2 separate regions of the Sus scrofa genome follow, and region 1 is linked to region 2. Evidence: chromatin contacts called from public HiChIP or PLAC-seq data. All regions are on one chromosome and are shown on one strand. The core of a region is the stretch at or near the end of the contact, and the rest is flanking DNA. Distances in the headings are between cores, read along the strand shown.

Evidence for each region. HiChIP or PLAC-seq counts read pairs in DNA pulled down with a chosen protein or histone mark.
Region 1: a contact with region 2 is called in an H3K27ac HiChIP or PLAC-seq map of alveolar macrophages. The contact joins the promoter of CABP2 here to the promoter of KMT5B in region 2. A contact is called at or near these places in 1 of 5 promoter capture datasets (fetal liver), 1 of 47 Hi-C or Micro-C datasets (epiblast stem cells) and 1 of 2 datasets of contacts at active chromatin or transcription factors (alveolar macrophages).

The regions. Positions count from the first base shown.
Region 1 is chr2:5,012,111-5,016,169 of Sscrofa11.1, reverse strand. It overlaps CABP2 (calcium-binding protein 2), which reads right to left and starts at 1,282. Exons shown (of 9, transcript XM_021083295.1): 1 at 1,200-1,282; 2 at 375-600. The coding sequence starts at 1,282.
Region 2 is chr2:4,708,005-4,712,070 of Sscrofa11.1, reverse strand. It overlaps KMT5B (histone-lysine N-methyltransferase KMT5B), which reads right to left and starts at 1,535. Exons shown (of 11, transcript XM_021082731.1): 1 at 1,133-1,535. LOC102162815 (a long non-coding RNA gene) reads left to right here and starts at 1,751. Exons shown (of 4, transcript XR_301556.3): 1 at 1,751-4,066.

The sequences.
Region 1 (4,059 bases), core at 33-2,532, 300 kb before region 2:
CAAGAACCGAAGATGCCCAGGAAGCCTCTGCCCTCCCTGCCCGTGGCCTTGCCCTCACCTCGGAGCATCGGCCTAGCCTGCCTGCCCTTGGCACCCCTGCCTGGACCTGCCCCCTCACCCTTGTACTTGGGGGCAGCTGACTCTGGGCTCTGTGGGCTGGAAGCGGGGCTCAGAAGGCGGAGGTGGGGAGGATGCCAGCCTCCCTCCTGGCAGCTGAGTGATCCGCTGACCTGTCTGTCGGCATGCACGTCTGAGGTCCCCTCGCTGGGCTCAGCCCTGGGTTTGACCTACAGGGCCCCGGTTGGGGCAGGGGTCCCCTCTGTCCCCTTGTGGCCCCTCAGTTGAGGACACCCCCCCACCCCTGCCCCCTTTACCTGCCCGTAGGCGGCCTGCACCTGGGCCTCAAGCTCCCGCAGGAGGGCCCGCCGCCTGGCCACTGGGCTGGCAGGGGCCTGGCTAGGCCCTGGAGCCCCCGCAGAGAGGTTGGGGTCCCCAGTGGGGATGCTGTCATCGGCCGGGCCCTCGGCCAGGGCCATGGAGATGGGGGCTTGGCACCTCCTGCTGGCTGAGGGGCACTGCCCCACTCCGCTCTCCTTGTTCCTGTGGGATGCGGGAGGCGGGATGCAGGATGGCGGCTGAGTGGGCAGCTGTGGGTGTGGCCCCCGAGGGTCCTGCAACGCTTCTCCCTGTGCCTCCCTCCCCAGGCTGATGGGGCCAAGGGCTCTCTGAGACCCCTGTCTTTCCTGGCTCCCCAGGCTGCTCACACGCTCCTCCCTGAAATCCTAGCCTTCCCTGACCAACCAGACCAGCATGCAGCCCTCCAGGCCTCCTGCTCGTTCATGGGCTCTGCATCGCCTCGCATCCCCGCCCCCCTCTGGTTCTGTGTCTCTCTCTGCCCCTCCTGCGCCCCCTGTTCCATGGGGATCCCTCGGTGTGTGTCACACCTGCAATTTTGCTCTACCCCCGCCGCCCGCTACCCTCTGTCCAGCTGTGTCTCTGCCTGTCTCTTTGAGGGTTCCCTCCCTCTGTTGTGAGACTTCCACACTGTCTGTCGGTCTGTCCCTCTTCGCTCTTCCTAATATCCCACCATCCCCTCTCCCACGATGGCTCCTGGATTCTGGGAAGAGCATCCCCCAGCCCTGCCCCAGCTCTTCCTCTCCTCCCCACCCAGAGCCGCTGGTACCTCTGCCCTTCCTCACCTCCCCACCTCCTGCCAGCACCCCCCACCCAGCTTCTGCTTCTCAGGGAAAAGGGGTGGGCAGGCAGCCTCCAGGCCTCTCATGCCCCTTTGTTATGCCCCCGGCCCGCTTACCGCCCAGCTGCCTGCTCCTCACCTCCCAGAATGAGGTCACTGGTCCTGCCCCCGCCCTGCTCCAGGCCTCTCATGATTTATTCACCTGCCCCCTGCACCAGCCTTTGTCCAAGGGAACCAGATCCCACCAGGCACCTGCCACCTGAGCTGATGGCTCTGGCCTCTCTCGGCCACAAGTGGCCATCCATTCATGCCTTTCTTTTGCAAACATCTGAAGTCTGCTGGGATCCAGCCCCAGGTGGACCCCATCTTCCCTGAGGGCCCTGCTCTCAGGCACATCCAGTTCAGAAAAGGGCCAACAGACAGTCTCTCAGTGCTTGGGGACACTGACTCAGCTTCAGGAAGGCTTCCTGGAGGAGGTGAGGGGGTGGGGTGGCATCCTTGGCATGGCCCACCAATTTTTTTGTTTTCCTCTTTTAAGGGCTGCACTTGTAGCATATGGAGGGTCCCAGGCTAGAAGTCCAGTTGGAGCTGTAGCTGCCAGCCTACACCACAGCCACAGCAACACGGGATCCGAGCCCCATTTGTGGCCTATGCCACAGCTCACGGCAATGCCAGATCCTTAGCCCACTGAGTGAAGCCAGGGACCCAGCCTGCATCCTCATGGTTACTAATCGGGTTCATAAACCCGCTGAGCCATGACGGGAACTTCCCAACCACCAATGTTTAACTTGACTCTGGCTGAGTGCCAGGGTCCCCAGCAGGGGTCAGCTATGAGCTTAGAGTGTTCCAGGCGCTGGAATCCAGCTGAGTAGGTGGGGGGAGGCCCTCCGGAGGGAAGTGCGTAGTCGCCCCCGGAAAGGGTGTGGTGGCAAGAAGCTGGAGAAAACTTCAGCGAGACCCAATCTTCAGCAAATGTGTGTGGCACCCTTGCTGTGGGCCTTCCTGGGTGCTGGGAGCCTGTCCCACCTGGTGGGAGCTGCATACTCAGCAGAGCCAGGGTGGCTGTGGAGCAGCGAGTTGCAGGGAAGGGCCCCACCGGATGGGAGATGGAGGGGGCGTGGCGACCTTGCTGTGACTCGGGGCTGAGGAAGTGACCTGGGAGCCAAGATCAGAGGGATGAAGCGAGTGGCCACAGGCGGAGGGAAGGGCTTCCACAAGGTCCTGAGTGGGCCTGAGGATCTGAGGAAAGGCCAGGGTTGAGAGGCTCATGGACATCAGCCGGGGGGTCAAGGCCGAGAAGAGCTCATTGTGGTCATTCGTGTTGACCCACGAAGGCTCCGTCTCAGCATCCTTCAGCCCCTCTGCACCCCGGGTCGCATCTCCCCCTGGAGCCCAGGAGTTCACCGCATCCCAGCAACACTGAGACTCTCCCTCAGAGACAGAAATTCTCAGGCTTTCTGCAAGGTCATTAAAAGGGCCTTTGCTGTGTGACCCTAGACAAGGTATTTCACCTCTCGGAGCCTCCGATTCCTTCTCTGGAGAGTAAGGGTTGACCTAGGATCTGCCTCAAAGTGTCTTTGATAAAGGACCCAGCAGAGTTCAAAAACATAGGAAGCGTTCATGGGAAGCATCCAAAAACTGATAGATATCACATGGGATCAAAGATTCCACGTCCAAAAAACCATCGAAGCGGGTGGGAAGTGTTGGGAAATGTGTGTTCCAAAGTATGAGCTAAAGCAGTGGGGGTTTATCCCCGGTCGGGGCATGGCGGGTAGAAGGGGCAAAGCCTTCACGTCCAGCTCCAGCGTCCGGGATGACCAGGTGGCTCAGTGGTGGACAAATGAGTGGATGGATGGATGGGTGGGTGGATAGGTGGGTGGTTGGATGGGTGGGCGGATGATCTGATGGACTGGTGGTTGGAAGGATGGAGGATTGAGTAGATGGATGGACACATTGACAGATGGAGGAGGGCTAGATGGACAGGTATATATATGGTTGAGTAGATATGGTTTGGAAGCTCGATGGATGGATGGATGGACAGGTGGGTGACTGACTGGGTAAAAGGATGGGCAGAGGCTTTCACGGGCTAGTGGTTAAATGGTTGCATTGATAGATGGACAGTTGGCTGGACGGCTCGATGAGTGCCGGAAAAGATGGATGGATGGGCAAGTGGAGGATAACTGGGTGCATAAATGAGTAGCACATGGGTAAACGAGTTGGTGGGTAAATAGAGATGTTTTGATGCACTACTGGTCTAATGTTTGGCTGCTGGATGGCTGGATGATGGCATAGATAGGTGTATAGATGGACAGACAGACAGATGGAGGTGGATAGATGGCTGGGTGGATGGACGGCTGGTGAAGGTATTACATTCTTCATTAAGAGAGTCCATTAGGCTGGAGACCATATCAGCTATTCCAGTGTCTCCCATGACGTCTAGCCCACTCATTGCTGAGACCTACTACTCAGTATGTGAATAAAGACTTGTGTCTAGGAGTTCCCGTCGTGGCGCAGTGGTTAATGAATCCGACTAGGAACCATGAGGTTGCGGGTTCAATCTTTGGCCTCGCTCAGTGGGTTAAGGATCCGGTGTTGCCGTGAGCTGTGGTGTAGGTCGCAGACGCGGCTCGGATCCCGCGTTGCTATGGCTCTGGTGTAGGCCGGTGGCTATAGCTCTGATTATACTCCTAGCCTGGGAACCTCCATATGATGTGGGAGTGGCCCTAGAAAAGTCAAAAAGACAAAAAAAAAAAAAAAAAAAAGACTTGTGTCTACCTATCGCCTCCTACTCTGAGCTGCAATTCCTCTGATGGCAAAGGTGAGGGCTCCTTCTCCGCCCTGTTCCCCACAAGCCAAACTCTGAC
Region 2 (4,066 bases), core at 286-2,785:
TTCTTCCCTCTCCGGATGCGACGGGGCGAGCTCGGCAGCACTGGCCGCGGAGGACGCGCGGTCGCCGCCTGAGCGCGCTGAGTCAAGTTCTCCCACTCGACGGACGGGAGGCGAGCGCTCCAAAGCGGGTACCCGAGCCCGAGAAGGGACGGAGCGGGCTGCTCTGCGTCCGCCGCGCTTCTACAGCACGCCGGCAAGCCGCGTCGAGCTGTCATCCTGAACACAGCTTCCCCGCGTCTCAGAGGTGGGGCGACGCGGACACATCACCCTCGGAGAAGCGCAAGGAAGACAGGCGCCCCGGGAGGACCAGCGCCTCGGCTCGGGACGCGGCGCCGGCGGGGCGAGGGCGCCGGGAGACAAGCCCCGGCCAGAGGCCCCAGCCGCGCTCGAGGGCGGCCCGGCGCGGGCGGAGCAGCGGCCCGGGAGGCGAGCCGAAGGGAGGCTCGAGTCCAAACAAAAACAGCCCGAAGCGGAGCGCGGCAGAGGGAGCAGATTGGGCGAGACGGTTCACGGCTGCCCATTGGAGAAGAGGGAAAACAGAGTCCCCCAATCGCGAGCGGCGGGGCTGCTCCCCTCGTGCGGCCGCGGGCCGGCCCGGCGCTGCCCGGCGGCCGCTACCGCTCCCTTCCGGCGGCGGCGCCCACTGCAGGGCCCGCGCCCCGCGCCCGCCGCCGCCGCCGCCGCCGCCGCCGCCGCCGCCGCCGCGCCCCTCCCCCGGTCGCCGCCCCCACCCCCCGCGGCCCCGGCCCCGGCCCCCGCCCGGCGCCCCCGCGCCCGCCGGCCCGCCCCCAGCCCGCCGGCCGCCGCCCGCGCCCGCCGCCCCGGCGCCCCCCGCACGCCCGCCCCCCGCTCACCGCCGGGCGCTGCCCGCTCCTCCTCGGGGCGCGTCGAGGCCCCGCCGCCCGGCCGCTGCACTGGGGGGCCCGCGCTCCCCAGCGCCACTCCCCCGTCCCCCCAGAAAATTAATCACCAAAAATAATTCCAGAGAAAAATGGAGAGTAAAATCCAAGATGGCGGCGCATGCCGCAGCACCGCCCGCTCCATCCGCTGTCGGGAAATGAGTCCCCGCGGCGGCCGGAGCCCCCCGCCCCCACCGCGCCGCGCCCCCGCGCCCCCGCGCCCCGGGCCTCACCTCGCCTCTCGCGCGGCCTCGGGGTTCCAAAGGCAGCCGCTGGCCTGGTGGCTCCGCGTCCCGGGTCCTGGCGCCGCGCGTGCCGCCTCCGGTGCCCGGGCGCCCTCACCTCATAGCTCCGGAGCCTCGCCGCCCGCGCCGCAGACGCGTCGCCGCCCCCGGTGAGCCGCTCGGACGCCGCCCGGGAACGGTGGAAGGACACGAAAAGAAGTGCCCTCGGCCGGGCGGAGGGACACCACTCCGGGCTCGCGCCGCTGCGGCCGCCTCTGTTGCTTTTACGGGACGGGGGGTGGGGGGAGGCGGAGAAACCCGAGAAAGAAATGAGTTCCCCGCCGGGTGCTCCCGCGGCGGAGGGACAAAAAGCGAATTTCGAGCGGACGAGGCGACTCCCTGCTTCGCTCGCTCGCGGCGGAGGGATCCGTGTCGAGTAGTCGCAGGAGATCCCTCCGCCCCTCAGCTGCCCTTTAAATCGCGGCTGGAGGCGGCGTCGTCGCGCGCCCCTCAGGCGCCCCTCAAGCCTGAGGCCTGTTGTGCTCCGGTCCCGGCGAGGCTGCCCTCCACCTTGGTTCCCGGGCGCAGCTGCACCCACCGGCTACAACTCCCGAGCTGGGACGGGAGCAGCCCGGGAGCGGGGTGGGGGTGGGGGGACGGACGGGCTCCTCGCCCAGGGCGCCTCCGGGTTGCGCCGGGGGGAGGCGGCCCCACGGAGGCGAGCCTCTTTGTTGTGGGAATGGGTGTCATTGGAAGCTGACCCACCCTTCGAGGCCTGTGGGCAGCCTGAGCGCTCCACCGCCTAGTGTGCGGGGAGGAGGGAGGGAGCGTGCCTTCATCAGGCCACTGGCTTCCTAGCGTCGGCCGCCCCTTGCCTGAGCGCCTACTGTGTGCCGGCTTCCCGGGAAACAGGTCTTCCCGCCTCCCTGGTTGGGCAGTGCCCGCCCCGAGCATGCGGCCCCTCCGGAAAGCTTGGGCGGGTCGGGGTGTTGCGGGGAGAGGCTCACTCGCGCCAGGTGTGCGGGGAGCGTGCGAAGCCCCGCCCTTGGGGCCCGCAGGTGGCGATGATGACTGAGAAATAACAATCGCGAGAGGACCGGGAGTACCAGCCTTTACTGCCTGCCGGGTGCCCCGTCTCTCGTCCTCCCTACAACGACCCCCAGCAGGAGCGGACCGTCTTTTCCTGGTTCATACGTAGGGAAACTGAGGCACCGACAGGGCAGGTGACCTCTGAGCCGATCGGGGCGTGGGCCAGCGCCCTCATCCAGCACTCCGGGGAGAGGTGCAGGCGTCGAGGTTGCCGCCGGCGGGCGGATGCACGGAGGCGGCGCCCGAAGGGTCTCCCCCGACGCGGAGGGGCGCTCGGAGGAGGGCGCGGTTGGGCGACGTGAGCCCAACAAGTGCAAAGGCCCTGGAGCGGGGGTGGGGGGGCGGGGTTGCTAAAGACGCCGCCGCTTCCGGAACTTAGGGAAGCCCAGCGCGGCTCCTGCAGAGAGGAGGCGGGCAGGGCCGGCGGGTCCACCTATTCCCGGAGGAGCCCCACGTCTCCTTTGGCTTCCTCTGCATCCCCCAGGGCCTGGCCCCGAGTAGGCCGACCGGAAAGGACGGTTCCGCGGGGCGTGTGGGTGACCGCACGGACTGTGGGCCGAGGAACCTCATTATTCCTCCCCCTTGACCTTGGGTGGCAGACAGGACGCTCATTAGCCCCTTCCGCAGGTGGCCCACTGAGGCGCAGGGATTTGCTGAGGGCAGGTATCTAACAGGTGGAGGCGGGGCTAGACCTTTAACACCGGAGCTCCTCCCACTGGCCTCGCCTTCCCGCCGGGGAAGCCCACCCGGTGGGGTCCGGACCAGGGAAGCCTCCCCAGGCTTCGGTTGAAGCACAGCCAAGCACGTTGCCCTGCCCTTGCTGCCTTTTCACTCCAAAAGCCTCAGGGCCATCGGTGACCTCAGACGTTGTCATGCCACCTTCTTTGCAAGCCCGGCAGGAATGATTTGCTTTGGTTTCATTAGCTTCTGATTGATCGCTAAAGTTTTTTTCCAAGATTTTCAAGGGTGCTTGGCTCCGGATACTCAAATTGCATCCCACTGAGACTGGCTTTGCCACCCCGTTTCCTCACCGGATACCCGAGGGAGGCGAGCACAGTGGGCACCACAGCCCTGTGTGGGTCCTCCTGGGCCTTGGTGCCCAGGCCTGGGCAGCACTTCACAGCCCCAAACATCAATGTCTCCCCACTCCAAGCTTTCCAGAGTCCACCCCGACACTGAGCCCTGAGGCTGATGCCCAAACTCGGACCCTGTGAAGCCCCCAGACTCCCAAGATGCTGGCAGCTCCCTTCATCATCTGCCCAGGGCCAGGCCAAGTGTTCCGAGCGGTGCTTTGCAAGGGAGCAGGCCGGAGAGGGCCAGTCAGGACAGATGGTCAAACCCAGGTATGGGCTGGTGCCCTGGTTCTGGATCTGTCCCTCCCCCAGCTTCCCTGCATTGCCAGCTGCTCTTCCTGCCTCAGCCGAGAGGCTCAGGGTGGGCCAGAGCCCCTGAGTTGGGGCTCAGAACCTTGATGCAGCCATGTTGAAGGGAGGCTGGGCTGGGCAGAGGCCACAGCCCCGAGCGGCCCTCCTGGGGGAGACTGGAAATTCGACTTCCCTGCAGTGAGTGTGGCCGGCTGGAGGCCGCCTCCTGCCAGCTGGCAGAGGAGGGGGGATGGGGGACAGGAAGTAATGTGGCCAGGCACCTGCCCAGCCCCCACGTGACAGGAGCCAGTGGCATTTACACTGGGAAGCCGCTGGATGCCCCCGGTGGAGGTGCTAAGCCACAGAGGCACTGGGGCCCCACAGTCCAGGACCGAAGGGAAGATATTAACAACTCTGAAGATAAAGACTGAGTTGGCGGAAGGGGCCCAGACCAGCCCCCGGAAGCACCAGGAGTGCCAGCCCAGCCCAG